Linked DNA regions of Mus musculus: region 2 is linked to region 1. A link is a contact called in public HiChIP or PLAC-seq data. All regions are on one chromosome and are shown on one strand. Each heading gives the region's core, a stretch centred on a gene start, on an enhancer-like site or on the middle of the called end of the contact. The rest is flanking DNA. Distances are from core to core; before and after follow the strand shown.

Region 1 (5,845 bases), core at 785-3,284:
ACAGAGCCAGGAAAGCATAGAAAATAACTAAGTACAGCTGAACTCAAAAACATCGACAGTGCCAAGTGTTGACACAGATGTAGAGTAACTGGAATGCAGATACACTCACTTCCCATGTGCTGTGAGAAGGATGGAATATAGATGCTTGAGAAAGGAAGCCAGCTGCTTTCTCTTAAAACTAAATGCCAGCCAGGGGTAGAGGAACACCTTTAATCCCAGCAGCATTCAAGGCTAGCCTGGTCTACAGAGTGAATTTCACAACAGCTAGGGCTACAACCAGAGAAACCCAGTCTTGAAAAACAAAGCAAAACAAAAATAATAAACAAGAAAGAAAGAGAGAGAGAGAGAGAGTAAAGGATGCTTCTCACACCAGCAGAGCCTCTAAGCCCACTGCTCCTTGGGGGCAGGCCTGTGTGACCTCCATGGCCTCCTTCATAGCTGGCATGCCCACAAGACCTACAACTCTGTCAGAAAGGATGCAATAGCCAGTCCCTCAGCCACACACTGCACATGCGGAGAGACACCCTCACTGAGGGAAGTGAGGCCATCAGATTGTGAGACGCACGCACCAAACCATCCACGAAGAGTGAGATCCAGGCCCACAGGCCCACACGAACACCCACGATGAGACTGCCCACAGCCCCACCTGGTTACACACTTGTCCCACACACACAAGCTCAAACAGGTCACGAACCACAGTCACCCACCTGCACACACTGACACACACAGTCCCTTAAGGTGACAGGAACCCAGCCAACCCTAGCTGTAGCCCCAGATATGCCACACCTGCCGTTTTTATCCTGAACCCAAGTGCCTAAAACGTTCCTGGGGCCCATCTCTCTCAACTGCCACACCTCAGGGCTCCTCCCAGAGAGAGAGCCTTGCTTTCACTCTAAGCTAAAGCGATACAGGCCACCTTAAAACTTCATGCCAGCCACTGAAAAGGCCACTGTGAAGATTACAACGCTAGATTTATAATATTATAGCCACGTTTGGCAGCATGTCGTGAGCACCAACTACACACACACAGACACACACACAGATACACACACACACGCACACAGACACACACACAGATACACACACACACGCACACATACACACACAGATACACACATGCACACATACACACAGATACACACATACACACAGATACACACACACGCACACACACATACACACACAGATACGCACATGCACACATACACACAGATACACACACACACGCACACATACACACACAGATACACACATGCACACATACACACAGATACACACATACACACAGATACACACACACGCACACACACATACACACACAGATACGCACATGCACACATACACACAGATACACACACGCACGCACACATACACACACAGACACAGGCACACCTCTAGTACCTTCCCTCCAACTCTCCCAACAACCTAGAGCACAGGAAGTGTCAGTAAACCCATTTACGGATGAGCAAGCCAAAGCTTTAGGGGAATTAAAGTTCTTGTTTCCTATATATTGCAGCATCTGGTTCCAGGACTGGTCCCAGAACATTCCCTGCCCCACAATGCCATGGGATAAGATCCAAGGATATTGGGCCTGTTCCCATGTCTCACATACGTGTACTCTCCTGGCCCTCAGGAGATGCCGTGGGGCCTCGCTGTGGAGAATGTGAGAGCAGGGAAGCTTGGCTTCCTGTTCTCCTCAAAGCCCCATCCTTTGCTTAGTCAGGTTTGGGCCCTTTGAAAGGAAAAACAGGCTAGAGCCTTCACAGGGAAGTGCCCCTGCTCTCCATGGCTTGAAAAGGAAAGAGAGTCCCTCCCTGCCCCTCCTTAGGAGCACCGCCCTCAGGAGGGAGCCAGGCCCCTACAGAGTTCTCCACAGGCGACAGGGGGTCACCAAGAACCCCGGACAGCCCAAGCCCACCTAGAATTATGCAGAGGAGAGCTGTGTCACGATGACTAGCCTCTGGGACATTCCTAACCCCCAGCTAACGGGGATGCCTTCCTTGGCCTCCAGCGCTGCACTGGGGCCTGGCCAACAGCTGTTCCTGGCTGAAGGCTCTGCTCTGTCCCACCCACCCAGTCAGTTCCTAGGAGATGTGCAAGCAGCTTTGATGTGCTCGTCAAAGCGGTCCTGTTCTGACAGCTGTTTCCCAGGAGGGCAGTTATTGCCACAACCACCTCCCACATCTGGCTATGGGAAGAGTGCCCCACCCATCAGCAGACAGAAATGCTGAGCACACAGGAACAGCTGAGGACCTCAGTCCATTGGGACTGAAAGGGGTCACTCCATCCCCATTTATAGGCACTCTCTGCTCCCAAGGGCTGGCCACACTACCCTAAGGACTCTAATTCAGGTCTGGACCCTCCTCCTTGGCTCAGGCCCACCTCCACTTGCACAAGCCACATTCAGACCAGAAAAGTGTTTCAGGGCACCCAAAACTATGGAGGACAGAGAAGGAACAGTTACAGTTGATTCAAACCTTGCTCTGTCAATCCTCCCAGGGAGTGCTGATGTCTCCGGTGGGACCCACTGACCCTGGTCACTATAATAAAAATACCAGATCTGAATTTATTTCAATCAGTGTTCATAACCTGGGCACTATTCTTTGTGCCTTGTAGGACAATGACTGTATCTCTGACACTTATTCTAAGATACCATTAGCATCCAGGCCCCACCCACACACCCAGACATTATCAATGGACATTGCCAATGTGCCCCAGGGGCAAGACCACACCCACATGGTTACAGCTGATCTTAAAATCACTTTAGTTGCAGCACTTGTGAGGCTGAGACTAGAGACCAGTAAGTTCAAGACTAGCCTGGGCTACATAGTGAATGTGAGGCCAGCCTGGGCTATGTGAGACCCTGTCTAAAACAAAGTTAACAGGCATGTTCTGTCCCCCTAGACCTTCCCAGAGCTCCAGGAAAAGAGGCAGCACAAAGTCTTCCACCTAGTGGTCCGAGCTTCTAAAGATGGGATCAAATAACACTTGCACAAGACAATGAAATATATGTGAGAAGTCCTGCAAAAAGCTTGGAGCCAGAGAAAATCCCTGAAGCCTGGGGCCATCTAGGAAGGCTTCCTGGAGGAGGGGGAATTTTGTGTTTGGCTAGATACAAGCAGCTTGGGAAGACCACAGTGTAGGGAAGTCTCACCAGCAGTAAAAGAGCTCAAGGTGGGGCTGAGGCTGAGTTTGCTGACTTTCCCAGTGGGTAAAGCCACCAATGTGGAGCAAGGGTCTGACAGAGATATGCAGGCAGGGCTGAAGACCGCCCTACCTTCTTCTGCTTCTGCCTTCTGCAGATCTGATGAGGGTCAGGCTCAGGGTACATAGGTAGGGCTCCTCATTCCTCAAACCTGCCCTTATGTGATATCCCCCACCAGTCCATGTGGGCTTGGACTGGCAGACTTCAAAGACTCAGGAGCCTACTAAACTTTATCCTGGGAATCCCGGCTGGCTCCCCAACTCCACCCCCAGCCTGGACTTCATGCTGCCTAGACTTTCTGGGGGGCACTTTTGATTTAAAATGGGTGTACAGAGGGCAAGACCCCATCTGTGAAGGAATGTGGGGTTCGGGCTGCCCACAGGGAGCTTCTGAGAGAGCCTGCCAGCAGGGGGCGCTGTGAACTCAGTCACACGGCCCAGGCTTGGGGAGGGAGGAGGCCGCCACATGGTGAGGCCTACAGACTCTGAGCCTAGTTCCACCCCAGGGAGCTTGCCTGCCCGCGCTCAGCAGGGTGTGCACCTTCCCAGGCTCACCCACCCACCCTTCCCCCTCCTCTGAGGAAGGAGAAGGGACTATGCTGACCACTTGGCAGACGATGAGACCAAGGTCAGAGAATGCAAAAGAACTACCGGGGACTCAACAGCCTGCAGCAGACGCAGGTTGACTTTCATGCCAGTGTGTCAGCCCCATGTGGTTGGGGCAACCTTTGGGCCTTGTTGGCAAGTCTACCCTGTCCCCAGGCTGACACTGCATGGTGCAGAGGCTAGCGTGGTCAACCCCACGTTCATGAGAGGAAGGGCTGGCCAGGGGAAAGAGGTACATGTTCAGACTTAAGTGCCATTTCCACTGGCACCCGGCTTGCTGGTGCCCATCAGTACCCAGGTCCGACTGGAGAGGAAGGCAGGAGCTGCCAGGAAAACAGGGCACCACACACCTGAGGAAGGGACACCAGAACTGTGGGTTCCACCGGCAGCTCTCAGGAAAAACTGGAAACACGCACCAGTTTTTCTTTATAAGTTTTTCTTTATTCAAGAGGCTAAGGCAGGGGAAATTCTGAGCTCCAGGAGTGCTTGGGCAATTTAGTGAGAAGTCTTCCCAAGATAACAGTAGAATAAAATGCATTTTTAAGAGGTACTAGGCATGGTATTATACACCTATAGTCCTGTAAAATAAAATTAATGTTTGGTTTTTTTGTTTCTTAAGAGAGGGGAAAGAATTCAAAAGACAGGCAGCCCCAGGGTGTGCTCTTACCAACAAAGACAATCAGGGTTGAGTAGGATTAGAACCAGGTCTGCAGCCAAGGAAGGGGCACAGGAGAGCTGGCTAGGCTATGTTCTAGAACTTGGAGGTCTTAGGCAGACCACAGGCGGGAGTTTAGTAGTGGTGACCAAGTCTGAAGAGGTGAGGTGTGCCTCTTGGTTGACGAGAATTCAGCTCAGGGCAGAAGGGTACTTAAGAGCTTGGGGGCCTAGTCAGCTGGCCCTAACCCAACTAAGGAGTAGTCTCCTCTCTGAAACTCTCCTACTGACCTCTTCCCATGCCTTCTCAACCTCTCTATTATCACCACAATGCTTGCCTAGCACTGGCTGTGTGTGACAACAGAGCACTGAAGTCAGGGATGCTGCAGGAGAGACAGGAGGCAGAGGCGGACTGCGTGCTGGGCAGAGCTGCTGGCTCCTAGGGCCGGCTCCAGTGCACCCGGCGGCTCTGGGGCTCTGCTCTTCAGCTGATGGTGAAGACGATATGACCTTAGTGGTGGGCTCTCTTGCTTTTGTGGTTTCCTTTTCCACCTAAGGAACAATTTCTTTTGTTCCGGATAACTGAAGGGAAAGTGGATGCTGTTTAAAAGTCTAAACTTGAGGTGCTGTCTCATGGGGTCCCCTCGGTGGGCAGACATTTCTCCCTGCCCCTCCACTCACATTCCCCCTGACTCCTTGACCTGCCAAGCTCAGGTAGCCTCCTGGCACGAGGTGGAGATGGGGGGGGGGGGGGTGTGCCTCATATGATGCTCTCTCAGCCATCTCTTGCTATCCAGCTCCACTGGATAGAGAAGACGGGTGGGGACCCGCCCGGGGACCACCCTTCCATCCTGCCTCTGCTATGAAGTCCTGTGTGTGCATGGTCACTGCTCTGCTCATCCTCTGGTCCTTATATGGCAACATCCACAGGTTACCTTTGAGAACAAGGACAAGAAGGCAACAGATACAGGGTTGACCCTCAGCCCCCAAGAAGCTGCCATGCCACAGTCTGAGCCTAGGTGAGCTAAGAGACCCAACGACCCCATCCCAGAAGCTCTAGGGACACCAGGCCAACAACAGGCAGAAGTTGGGGAACCCAGGCCCAGGCCACAATGTGTGGGATTCAGGGCTTCCATCCAAGAATGCAATTTGGCATCCTTCCTAGGAGATATTCGGCTGAGAAAGGAGAGGGGGTAACTATGGCACATGGTAGAAAAGAGCCTTCTATGTTTAATCCCTATTGGTAGGCAGGGACCTGCACAGCAAAACCAGGGCTGGGCTGAGCCTCCACGAGGACCTCTTAGGGCCCCTGTGGAGATGCCCTGGTGGTCTTACAGGCCAGCTTGCCCAGGATATGCCAGGGCATTTAGGCTATGGTTCA
Region 2 (5,273 bases), core at 729-3,228, 160 kb after region 1:
TAATACCAAGAGCATTTTGAGATAAACTCATGGAATCATATATATTGATTGCTTCATCCAGAGCTTGGTACAAAGTAGGCATTCCAAAAATAACTTTTAAAAACCCTTAAACTTTTGGCAAGGTCTCCATGCACTGTTTGTGGGACGAGGGTCTCACAACGTACAGCAGCTGTAGCACTGCGCTGCCTCTCAAGAGACTTAGTCTGCTTTTAGAAATGAAACCTAAGGCCAGAGTTACAGACTGACTCCACACCACACGCAGCAATGAAGGCAAAGTAGAGCAATGAAGCCAATTATAGTGGCATATGCTTTTAATCCCAGCGCACTTGGGAGGCAGAGGCAGGTGGATCTTGGTGAGTTTCAGGAGAGTAAGAACTATATAATGAGACCAATCTCAAAAAACCCAGCAAAACAAACCAATAAGCCCAATCTCTCTCTCTCCGCCCCCTCATACATACACACACACACACACACACACACACACACACACAGGCATAGAGACACACAGAGAGATGCTTAAGCCCACTTTTCAACAAAAGATTCTTTTCCTAGTTAATCAAAAAGGCAAAATTAGGCAAAATTATTTTTTTTGTAGAGATGGATAGTGATAGGAAAAATCAACCCCCCAATTCCCCAAATTGAAAAAAAAAAAAACTCTGAAGAAATAATAGAGATTTTAGTTTTTGTTTGTACTTGCTATTTTTAAATGTTTTAAGTATGAAGTTACTATGTTAACCCCAGCACTTCTATCTCTTGGCTGTCCCATCACACGCTGCCAATGACAGCTCTACTTTCTGTGTCTATGAACTATCTGCTCAGCCAGCCATCTCTCGGGGTACCTCCATGTGGTGGCACAGGTCAGATCTCTCTTGCTGCTTGGGGATATAGCTGTGGCAGCGCACTGGCCTAGCATGTGGAAAGGCCTGGGTTCAATCCCTAGTTGAGGATGGGAACTTCTCTTTTAAAGATGGACTAATGTTACCATATGTATATAGCATATTTTGCTTACATTGTCAGCAATGAACACTGCTGTTCTGTGGTTTGGTGACCAGGAAGAACGTTGCTCTGAGCATAGCAGTACAACCATCGAAGCCTGCTTTCTCTTTCTCTGAACTTAGACGGAGAACTGCAGGATTAGATACTGATTCTATTTCCAGTTTTTAAGGAAGTGTGATACCATTTTCCATAGCAGCCATAAAGTTTTAAGTAATAATAATAGCAAATATTTTCATATTGCCAAGTGAAAAAAAGGAAGCTATAACTTTTATACTTAATAGAACCTTAGCTATGTTTTTTAAAAAAAGGAAAAAGATGATGTAACCACAGAGAACTGTGCTAAGAGTAGATTTCACTTTTATATTGTTTTTCAAATTATTTTTCCTTGCTATGAATGATAGCCAAGGAAAACCAGGGATGAAGTTCTGTAGAGAATGTTTCCCTTCGGCCATCCCATTCCCCACCCCAGAGCCCAGCAGCACACAAAGCTCACCTGCTTATCTTCTTCAGTTTGGTTTGTTTTTTTGAAACTGTTTCACTGAGTAGCTCAGACTGGTCTGAAATTTGCAACAGCCCCTTTGTCTCCGTACCCCTAAGTAGTAGGATTAACACACGTGTACCCACACACATGGTTTATGTCATCAAGTTTTCTAAAAGGAACATCCAATACATATTTACTCTTTTATGGCTGAGGGAAACACAAGATAACAAACCACTTCTGAAAAAACTGAAGCCCAATATAATTGTAATCCCAAGTCACAGCCAAGGTAAACAAGCCGTTTCCTCTGAGTCCTGCTTGAGAGAGCTTTTCAAAGTTCTTTCTGTTAGGGTGGAGCCTGTGACTGCTAGGACAGCAGAGCTGCAGCCTGAAGACAGCAAGCGCAGCAGGAGGACCATCCAAGGGGCCTGGACTGCACCCTGTTGTGGCATCCCTAGACAATGTTGTGACATCCCTAGACAATGTTGTGACATCCCTAGACAATGTTGTGACATCCCTAGACAATGTTGTGACATCCCTTCCCAGGACGGGGCTCATTCTGAATCTCACTTGCTTCCTGACCTGGGCAAGATTTCCACCCCACCGGGATCTGGTAACTGCTGCCCTCACACCGGGATCTGGTAACCGCTGCCCTCACACGGGGATCTGGTAACCGCTGCCCTCACACGGGGATCTGGTAACCGCTGCCCTCACACCGGGATCTGGTAACCGCTGCCCTCACACCGGGATCTGGTAACCGCTGCCCTCACACGGGGATCTGGTAACCGCTGCCCTCACACCGGGATCTGGTAAATGCTGCCCTCACACGGGGATCTGGTAAATGCTGCCCTCACACCGGGATCTGGTAAATGCTGCCCTCACACCGGGATCTGGTAACCGCTGCCCTCACACCGGGATCTGGTAAATGCTGCCCTCACACCGGGATCTGGTAACCGCTGCCCTCACACCGGGATCTGGTAACCGCTGCCCTCACACGGGGATCTGGTAACCGCTGCCCTCACACGGGGATCTGGTAACCGCTGCCCTCACACGGGGATCTGGTAACCGCTGCCCTCACACGGGGATCTGGTAACCGCTGCCCTCACACGGGGATCTGGTAACCGCTGCCCTCACACCGGGATCTGGTAACCGCTGCCCTCACACCGGGATCTGGTAACCGCTGCCCTCACACCGGGATCTGGTAACCGCTGCCCTCACACGGGGATCTGGTAACCGCTGCCCTCACACGGGGATCTGGTAACCGCTGCCCTCACACGGGGATCTGGTAACCGCTGCCCTCACACGGGGATCTGGTAACCGCTGCCCTCACACCGGGATCTGGTAACCGCTGCCCTCACACGGGGATCTGGTAACCGCTGCCCTCACACGGGGATCTGGTAACTGCTGCCCTCACACCGGGATCTGGTAACCGCTGCCCTCACACGGGGATCTGGTAACCGCTGCCCTCACACCGGGATCTGGTAACCGCTGCCCTCATACCAGAGGAAAGAACTGGACTGAGAAGGGAAGGCTGAGAAAGGGAGAAGGGAGGACAGGAAGGATTAATGAGCTGATTTCCATAAGACTCCTGACATCCTGGAATGAAAAGCAGCCTGCAAGAGCAAATGCCATGTTCTTTATTCAAACCACATTCCCACCCAGCCATTTATCATGGAAAAGTCCCCAACAACGTTGCTCAACCAGCTCATATAAATAAACCCTGATTAATCTTGTAAAGTATAAACACAAATGTATGACAAAAGTCTGTATGCTTTTAACTTCAGAGTTCAAATTTTAAAATTCACTTGATTATCTGTAGCTCCCATAATTTTTTTTTTTTTTTAAAAGAAACCTTTTGGAACAAAAGGACAGATAAATGGCTCGTGCCCTAAACCCTCGAGCTCACTGGACTGAATGAACTCAAGGATTGAATAAACTACAGGAGGAAAAATGTGTTACTGCCAGAACCGAAACAAACTGTTTGTTGTTTCTTCCTTCCTTTTTTTTTTTTTTTTTTTTTTTTTTGAGACAGGGTTTCTCTGTGTAGCCCTGGCTGTCCTGGAACTCACTCTGTAGACCAGGCTGGCCTCAAACTCAGAAATCTGCCTGCCTCTGCCTCCCAAGTGCTGGGATTAAAGGCTGCACCACTGCCCAGCAACTAAGTTTCTTTTCTTGGCAACAGTAATTTCTCATAGGTTACATTAGAAAGCTACAGAGAGGCCTCAGTAAGTCCAAGGCACATTTATCTTTCATATGTAAATGCCCAGGAATATAAAGGGGCCTCTTCAGCAGTTGACTCTGGAATACTCCCACAGTAACATCTTCATGGCAAAGCAGGGAAGAAAGTCAGAAAGGTTTTGCTCTGATAGGCAACTACCATGACCCTAAATGGGTTCATCTGAGCATTCAGTTGACCTGTGTAGACAAACATTTTCCACAGCAAGAGGCCCTCAGAGACAAGGCAGGCCCAGGACAGGTGATATTTTCATTACCTACATGGAGTTCTACGGTTTCCAACTCAGCCTGTGGCATTCCTCAATAATGTGGGTAATACAGAATGGCTCCTGCAAAGCTCTGGAATATCCTCAGCTTCTGCAGCACGATTTCCTCCCAAACTCTACCCTAGGCTCGAACACACCCTGATTAATACTTGTAAAAACCGTATGTTGGGGAGCAAGAGGAGGCCTGGCATTAGGAGCCACCTACTGAGTGGGAAGTTCACACTTGGATAAGAGAGCTGACTGTAGGAAGCACAACTGTGGCTTTCCTGTGCTCTGGGCAAGGAGGCAGAACCCAGTGAGCTCATGTGACTCAGGGCTGTATTTTCTAGGCTAAGGCTAAAGAAATCAGAGGAAAAAACCTCAGAAGGGGGTGGAGGGATGCTCACAATGACAAGGTTGATTGGACAACAGTGACAGGGACCATGGAGGATGTCTGCCAAGGTAGGAAGACCCTCTCCAGCTGAAGAGTGGCTGTGTAGAACTAAGACTTCTCAGCCACCTCCAGGCACTGAACAAACTGTGCCCGTCAAAGTCTGGCCTGTCCCTCCATCTTCTTTCTCATGCACCAAGAAGGAATGGCCTAAGGACTTCTGGTGCGCCTGAGCAAAAGGGACAGAGACTCTTCCCTATACAAGCTTCAGAGCCACGGCTTAACTCCCGACGAGGGTATGGCTAAAAATGATTTTCAGCAGACAATTCTTGGAGAGCCTCCATTTCCTGACCCCAGAACAACAGCTGGAAGATCTGTAAAGACAAGGCACAAATGCGACCCCAGGCCTCTGTTCTCTGGAAGTGTGTCTTAGGGAGGCTGAAGGCAATGGGCTACACAGAAGGCAAGCAATCTCACACTTAGGGAAACCACTGAGCAGCTTCCATAACCTCAGTGGCACTTTAGACAAAGAGGACCCAACCAGTGAGCACGCCCACAGTTAAGTATGGCCTGAGACAGTCACTACACACCCTATCACCACACCCGCCGTGGTGGACAGCCACCAGTGGCTCGCCACACTTTCAGTGTGACCTGCCCAGTTTCCTCTACCTCATGGAGGGTTATGGCATCATTTCACAGGGCTGTCTTAAGTACTACTGGCCTCTTCTTTCTCTCCCCCCCAACCCCCCAGACAGGTTTCTCTGTATAAGAAAGCCCTGGCTGTCCTGGAATCACTTTGCAGGCTAGGCTAGCTTCAAATTTATAGAGATCCGCCTGCCTGTCTCTTGAGTGTTGTGATTAAAGGCACGCACCACTGCCCACAACTGGCCTCTTCTTAACTACCTTTGCTAAAGTTAACTCCTACAGG

What was found. HiChIP or PLAC-seq counts read pairs in DNA pulled down with a chosen protein or histone mark.
Region 2: an H3K27ac HiChIP or PLAC-seq map of heart atrium shows a contact between it and region 1, with 6 read pairs. The contact joins two enhancer-like sites. A contact is called at or near these places in 4 of 484 Hi-C or Micro-C datasets (CD4 T cells, bone marrow-derived macrophages, liver and 1 more) and 6 of 115 datasets of contacts at active chromatin or transcription factors (the HPC-7 cell line, bone marrow-derived macrophages, embryonic stem cells and 3 more).

Annotation. Positions count from the first base shown.
Region 1 is chr17:84,110,492-84,116,336 of GRCm38.p6, forward strand. No RefSeq gene overlaps it. Among named protein-coding and RNA genes, the nearest start is that of Gm35551, 30 kb to the left of the region's middle. Within about 2 kb of position 2,035, at least 132 of the 459 cell types and tissues checked have an H3K27ac peak or open chromatin away from gene starts, as enhancers often do. A contact at or near this core is called in heart atrium and microglia, where this site is marked.
Region 2 is chr17:84,266,808-84,272,080 of GRCm38.p6, forward strand. All of the region lies in intron 30 of Thada (thyroid adenoma associated), which reads right to left. Among named protein-coding and RNA genes, the nearest start is that of Gm24492, 18 kb to the right of the region's middle. Within about 2 kb of position 1,979, at least 80 of the 459 cell types and tissues checked have an H3K27ac peak or open chromatin away from gene starts, as enhancers often do. A contact at or near this core is called in heart atrium and microglia, where this site is marked.